2 separate regions of the Mus musculus genome follow, and region 1 is linked to region 2. Evidence: chromatin contacts called from public promoter capture Hi-C data. All regions are on one chromosome and are shown on one strand. Each heading gives the region's core, a stretch centred on a gene start, on an enhancer-like site or on the middle of the called end of the contact. The rest is flanking DNA. Distances are from core to core; before and after follow the strand shown.

Region 1 (3,632 bases), core at 571-3,070, 8.5 Mb before region 2:
AAACGAAAAGAAACCTGTAAGTTTGATTTCAACAAGTCAATATTCACAACCTTCAAAGAAAACTAAAAACGGCTCCTTGAAACCTGTCCACATCCAAATTCTAAGACTCCTAGGGAAACTGACTTGGCTGATTTCAACTTGTCTGTCTTTAAACTTTTTCAAATCCAAAAAGAGCGATATACCCCGAGGATAAGAATTCGGCTACAAATACATAAATTCTGAGAGAGTCAAGGAAAAAAGCACATACCAATTTAAAGTTGCCTCTCACAACACATCCTGACTTAATAATCACCTTTTCTGTTTGTCTTAACTAAAATCTTCTTCATTAAGCAGTTTCACAGGCACGAAGTGATTCAATTCCAATCCAACGGACCATAAGTTTGTTCTAATTTGTCAAATAAAAGCTAATGTTTAAACTTTCATGTCCTTGCCATAGCAGGGTAAGGTATCATTCGCCCACAATCAGGACCGTCTAAGAGAACATCTCAGAGACTCAAAGTATACACTATTTCCTTACAATCTCCAGAAAGTCTACTGACACATCAGCCTGCTCCAAAGTCAAAGCACAAATTATCCTGTCCTAGTTTTGGATGCCATTGCACAAATATCGAACAACACAATAACCCTGTTGTTTAGTGATGCCACTGCTGTCAGGCCTCTATTGAACTGCTACGAAAAGGGAGGGGATCCTTGAAATTTCATTTAATGATAAACATAAGTTAATCAACGTTGCTAATTTTACCAAGCCATCCTTCCATTTAGATCACCTTAAATAAATGATCTTATGTGTGCATCTTTTAATCATGATGCAGAGGACATCAGTAGGCTGGACTTAAGAGCTGATTTTAACGAACATAGCCATTTTCCAGACCTGGCAAGAGAGACAAGTTTTACTATGTGCCTCCAACGTTCTTACTACCCAGTATCAAGAACCATTAAAATCCTAAATAAGAATTTTCCTTGCAGAAAATCTACCTCAGTCCACAAATATCCTCTGATAAGATCTGCCTTTTATGATGTAGATGTTTAAAATAAAAAGGCGTCATGACCACATAGGGCCATAGTTCCGGGTCAGGAACCGTTAAGTGAAGACGATTCCACAGGACACACGCTTCCCCCGTTATCCATCATCATCGATGGGGAAATCCTCCGGAGACTGCGATTCGACTTAGTCCACGCTCCGAGCCAACGATCAGAGTTTCCTTCTTTTAGCGCCAGGCCAACATCCTAGGTCGGATCTGATACTGCCCCCAGACTCGGTGCCCGACGGCTTTCAGATTAACCAGGACCGCCCAACCCGCGTTCCTTTGCGCTCCGCGGTCCTGAGGGCAAACGCACCACCCCAGCTCGCCCGAGGGGACTGGCTCCCAACCTCACCGCGCCGCTCTGCGCACCTCCAGCCCGAGAAAACCGGCCTTTCCCGCGCCGCTACCAACGTGGACATGGCAAAGAAAAGAAATACCTAGGCGCTGCTCCGAGATTTTCGCTGTCAAGATCCCAGGAAGCTCACTCGCCGCCACACGGAGGCTGACAGGAGGAAGTCGGGGGTCAGCGAGCGCCGCCCTAACCGCACCAGCCGCGCTCGCCCCCCGCCCAGCACGCCCGTGCTTCCGGCTCTCACCCCCTCCCTTGCCCCATGCCCGGCATCCTGAGAAGTGCTTCGCACCGGGCAGTCACCACACACCACACAAACGGAGAAGGGACGCTCCTCGACGCCGCAGTCTCCGCACGGCCTACCAGGCCCAACACGGCCGGAAGAAAATGGAGACCACACTCCCCTCCGGTCCGGACAAACCGATGCACCGTCTCTCTGCTCATGCGCAATCCAGGCCCAACCAGCCACCCCTTGGCGCTCTGAACGCGCGTGCGCAGACGTACTGCTTCGGTTACAGTGATTGGCGGGTGTGAGTGAGGAAGGCTGTTCTCTGCAGTGTAGTATGGTTTTGTGCATGCTCTATTTCTAGGCAATCTGTGAGCCCCTGACCCACCCCTGAAAACTTCCACTGGGGGGCGGGGATGTGAGGCAATTGTAAAATATACAAATCAAAAAGGTTTCTTTTTTTTCTTTTCATCATAATGAACCGCTTTGGAAGTGGAAAGCTGCAGAGTTTTCCATCCTCTCCTGTGATTTCTGTTAAACCTGAGAAAAACAGGGCAGTTGCATAGGCAGATAAAAGCAAGCTGTATTTACAACAGGCCTTCGGGCTGCCTTACCTAAAGTATGTATTACAGAAAGCATCCCTTCAACCTTTTATTACTGTGCTGTTAGGTGTATGTGACAATTCCCAACAATCACACTATGTGGCAGTTCTCCAGTCGGGGGTTTATTGGGATGGGAAATAGAGTTATCCTCTGGGAGAGGGAGGAGAACCAGGGACAGGGGAGAAAGGGAGAATGAGGCTTTTATTAGGCATTGTTGCGCTAACAGTCTGCAAGGCTGTGCACTTTAATAGGCAATATTCATGTATATCCAAATTTGGTTCTCAAACCAAGTGAGATGAGGTGTATATGTAGGGTGCTTTATGCACAATACAGAGAAAGTATGAAATCAAGATTCAGTAGGCAAGGTTTCTCCTAGACTTTTGTCATAAAGGTATTATATATAAAATCAATGAGGGTTTCTGTTTGTATTGCTTTGCTAAAACTCAAACTCAGGACTTGAAACAATCCCTACCCTTAGTGTTTTTTAAATAATGTAAAAACAAAGCCGGGCATGGTGGTGCACGCCTTTAATCCCAGCACTGTAGAGGCAGAGGCAGGCGGGATTTCTGAGTTCGTGGCTAGCCTGGCCTACAAAGTGAGTTCCAGGACAGCCAGGACTATACAGAGAAACCCTGTCTCGAAAATCAGAACAAAACAAACAAAAAAAGTAAAAACATAGGGCACCTCCTTTGTTGTCAAAATTAATCCCCTGGGTAAACTGTCATGTAGGTGTGATTGCCACTTTCATGAAACACTTTTAAGTGCTAAAACCATATATTTTCCATTGCTGTAGTAGTATTTCCTGACACGGTAAATTGACTGCGTCCCAGAGTTTTAAATACATTTTAAATAACCGCCCCTAATTTATTTAGCATATGTCTGATCCATTGTTTCCCGCGTGCGTGGTAACCTAGCAACCAGGCGTCGCAAGGTTGAGTTTTTTTTTTTTTTTTTTTTTTTTTTTCTGAACCCTGTTGTCCAATCAGCTCAGCGGACTCACCGAGGAGGCTGCTGGGGAGCTGGAGACTGCGGACCCAGGATATGGGTACCATGGTGACGCGTACAAGGCCTGTGGCGGCCATGGCGGTCAGATCTCGTTCTTCATCCCGGACTGGCACCGCCTACCTTCTCTTAGTTCTCTGCGAAGTCTCATGGGCACAAATCTTCTCCTTCCCTTTCCGGCGGCCTGAGACCTGCGACTTCAACCAGTACTTTGACATCTCGGCGCTCTCCTGTGCCCCCTGTGGCGCCAACCAGCGGCGGGATGCACTAGGTGAGGCGGTTTGGGGGTGGATGGACTCTGACCAAAATAAAGCACTCCTGACAGCCAGCACTCCAGACATTTTATTTGGAGAATGTTTCAGAAAATGCACAGCTATCAAACCTAAGAAAGGGTTTCCTGGGAGGATACGGCTGACACAATGAGATCA
Region 2 (3,539 bases), core at 102-2,601:
TGTCTGTTAGGCGGAGTCAAGGCAGGTCAGGCTGACAGATTTCCTGGCCTGCCAACGGCATGGAACAAAAAGCTACAACTGAGGCTCAAGGAGAGAGGCTGAACGTTCGATTAATCTTTGTGGAAGGAACAGGGAGGCCTCCGGATGGGAACAGATATCCATTCTCTGTCAGCCATTGTCTGTGCTAGTTTGTGACTTTGTTTCCCATGATACTGTAAAGTGTATTAAGGTTATGAGAAATACATTTGGGGCCAGTGTGGTTCAGGCCTGCAGCCCTCCGGATTTCTAACCTTTGTCTCTGAGTCTTCTTTTCGGTCTTATAATCATCCTCACTCCCCCACTAGAAGACTGTTCAACTCTGAACCAGCAGGACCTGTGCAAATGAGCCTAGTACATTTTTTAAATGTTAAATTTAACATGGTGTTATATTTCTTTTTTGAGGAAACTTTCAGATATCTTCCCTCAAGTACATAATGAAAATGAGTACCTTCAAATTTAAAATTTGTCAATGCTTTTCCCACCAGAAGGTACTTTCTATTCTGGCAATTTTAAACATGAAACCAACATTTCCCCCAGAGATGTCTCTAAAACTGCCATAAACAGTTAACACTTTTATCTCAAATAATTAGACGTTTCAGATACATAAATTTTTGTTGGAAAGGATTTTACAGTTTGCAAATAGAGCTCTAATTTGATCCTTCATCTCATCAATCTATTTGTATTAGTTTACACTTCACACTCCATCTTACTGGTATAGCTCAGGATGGTCTTGAATTTGCTATCCTTCTGCATGGCCAATACCTGGGCCATCTCGCCCGACTCAACCAATGTTGAGATTGGCCCTTCATTTATGGAAACCCGAAATGACACATATAAGGTACCACATTTAAAAAAAAATCAAAATTATATTAATCTTCCCTTTAGTAATTGCAGTAGAACATTCCTTCATGCCCGCGGGGTTTCGAGTTTCTTAGACATCAGGTCATGTGGCTTTCTGGAAAGCCTCTCTCTAACTCTGCGACACCCCCATTCCTGAGCAAGGACAGAAAGTGAGAGAGGACCGTCGCGACTTACTCCACAAATGCCCGGGAGCAGAGGCAAAGGATCTTGTACTCCTCCTCGCGGTCTTCAATGAAGAGCAGCATTTCGGCCACATGGTTCCACTTCTCGCAACACATTTCGTTATCCGGGCTCGCTCTGGTGTTGTCCGCGACTGGGCCGGGCGCTGTTGCTGAAGACAGAAAGGCGTAACTCGCGCGGGCAGAGGAGCGGAACGCGCCTGGGGACGCTCGAGCCGGGAGCCAGCCAGCCGCGCTACCGGAAGCAGCGACAGCAGCTACCGGAAGGGGCGGGGCGACCGACGGTCCTACACCCAATGTGGCTCGGCCTTCTTCCTCTCAGGCAGTTAAAGGAAACCGGCACTACCCGCGTGTCTGCTTCTCCCGGCTCTGCCGCCGACCAGCTGCCGAGGTCGCCGATTTCCTGTGACTTTCTTGTCAGGTGCGTCGAGCTCCCCATGGACTTCTCCATGCTGTTCTAGCCGGTAGCAGGCGTGGTGTCCTGGTCGCGGGGCCCGGAGCGGAAAGCCGGACTAGTTCCCGGCCTCTGCGCCTGCGCCGTGCAGTATATCTACAACTGCAGTATTCCTTCCTTTCATAACTCCTAAATTCAATATACCAGTCTAGATGTGAATTATAGATAGGCATGGTGGTATACACCTTTAATCTCAGACTTGGGAGGCAGAAGCAGACAGATCTCTCTGAGATCAAGGCCAGCTTAGTCTGCAGAGCAAGTCAGGTCCACACAGATGCTGTCTCAAAAATAACTAAATGTCTTACAGCATTATTGGAGAGAGTGACTAGAGTTAGACTATGATGCAGTAGAAGAGTAGTCATTAAAAGAGTAGGGGACTTTAACCAAAAGTAGAAGAGCATTTTTATATTGAAAAACAAAATCTTTGCAAGGTAATGTACATCAGAACCCGGAGAAAGAAGCTTGAACTCAAGGGGTTTTTGTTGTTTGTTTTCTTTTTATTGATAAGTGACACATGGGTGTGAGGAGAAGGCTTATTGGTTATTCGAGTTGGTTAAAGGGACAAAACATTCACGGGTGCATGAAAGTTGTCCTCCGCCTTCACATGCTCACTCATGCATCCTCCCCACAGGGTCAGGTGATTAAAAAAAAACATTTTAAAATTCTTTAAAAAGCCAATGGCATGTAATAATTTTACATATTTCTGGGTCACGGGGCAGCATTTCAGTGCATGTAGAAGATCATGAGAAGATACATTCATGAGAAGATCCGGGGAAACGATATATTTCTCACCTCAGACACTGTTTCTTTGTGTTGGGGCATTCAAACTGTTCTCTCTTAGCTGTTTTTGGATACTCACTTTGTAATCCAGTTTTCCTACTGTGCTTTAAAAGTTAAGTCTTCCTTTTGGCTATGCTCCACACCCACTAAATCACCATGTCTATATACTTCCCTGCACTTGTCCTGACTCGCTGTTAATCTTTGAGATTAACTTCCTTGTATGAGAGACTGATATGGCACCACCCAGAGTTAGTGTGAGACTTCCCACCTCCATTAACAACAGCAAAACCAACCAAACAACCTCACAGACATTCTCAGAGGTTTGTCTCTTAGGTGGTTCTAAACCCATAAGCTGACAGTCAAGAGTAGCAACAACAGTGTTGCTATCTATTCTTCATATGTTTGATAGCCAGTGACTATTCAAGCCCCCCTTTTAATGGGATTATTTGGGTTTTTTGACTACTTAGAAATAAATCTTTTGACTCTAGAAATAAATCTACTGTTCAACTAATAGTTTTTTTTTTTGTTTTTTGTTTTTTGTTTTTTGTTTTTGTTTTTTTTTTGTTTTTTTTGCTTTGGATGTCTGTTCTTTGGAGGGCATAGTTTCCCCTATATTTTCTTTTAATACTTTAAAGGGCAAAATAACATTGCTGCCTTTGTTTAAAAGAAATTGGTGGCAAGAGCGTGGGTTTATTTTTATATTCTGTTTGGTTTCCTTGGTCTACATGTCTTCATGACAGTTCCATGTTCTGGTTACATTGAAGGTGGGTATGGTAATGCCTTCAGCATTATTCTAGGGCTCGGGGTTGCTTTGGACATTTCGTCTTTTGTGTCTCCATGTGAGTTTGGGGATTGTTCTAGTTCTATGAATGTATTTTTCTATTTCTGTGAAATGTCTGATTTTTTTATTAGAATTTTGCTGAATCCAAATACCGTTTTGACTAGTATGCACATCTTAACAACATTAATTTCTCCAAAACAAGAACATGGAATGTTTTCATTTTTTATATCTTCTTAATATTTTGGCCTTGTTTTTTATAACTTTTGTTGTAGAGATCATTCTTTTTCTTTGTTAAAGATATTCTTCATCTCGCTTAGGTTTTGAATGTACACTGTGCTCATAGCTGGAGGTAATATATATCTATATACATTACATATATATACACATATATATACATATGTACACATACACACACATATGTATATACCTGCAGTTTTCACTGAGG

What was found. Capture Hi-C pulls out chosen DNA fragments and counts their contacts.
Region 1: a promoter capture Hi-C map of liver shows a contact between it and region 2. The contact joins the promoter of Rbm12b2 here to the promoter of Tmem68 in region 2. A contact is called at or near these places in 1 of 39 promoter capture datasets (pre-B cells), 1 of 484 Hi-C or Micro-C datasets (CD4 T cells) and 1 of 9 other capture datasets (liver).

What each region holds. Positions count from the first base shown.
Region 1 is chr4:12,087,558-12,091,189 of GRCm38.p6, reverse strand. Rbm12b2 (RNA binding motif protein 12 B2) reads right to left here and starts at 1,820. Exons shown (of 4, transcript NM_198957.2): 1 at 1,667-1,820; 2 at 1,463-1,527. It overlaps Tmem67 (transmembrane protein 67), which reads left to right and starts at 3,233. Exons shown (of 28, transcript NM_177861.5): 1 at 3,233-3,475. The coding sequence starts at 3,253.
Region 2 is chr4:3,572,665-3,576,203 of GRCm38.p6, reverse strand. It overlaps Tmem68 (transmembrane protein 68), which reads left to right and starts at 1,351. Exons shown (of 8, transcript NM_028097.4): 1 at 1,351-1,500. It overlaps Tgs1 (trimethylguanosine synthase 1), which reads right to left and starts at 1,325. Exons shown (of 13, transcript NM_054089.4): 1 at 1,075-1,325. The coding sequence starts at 1,178.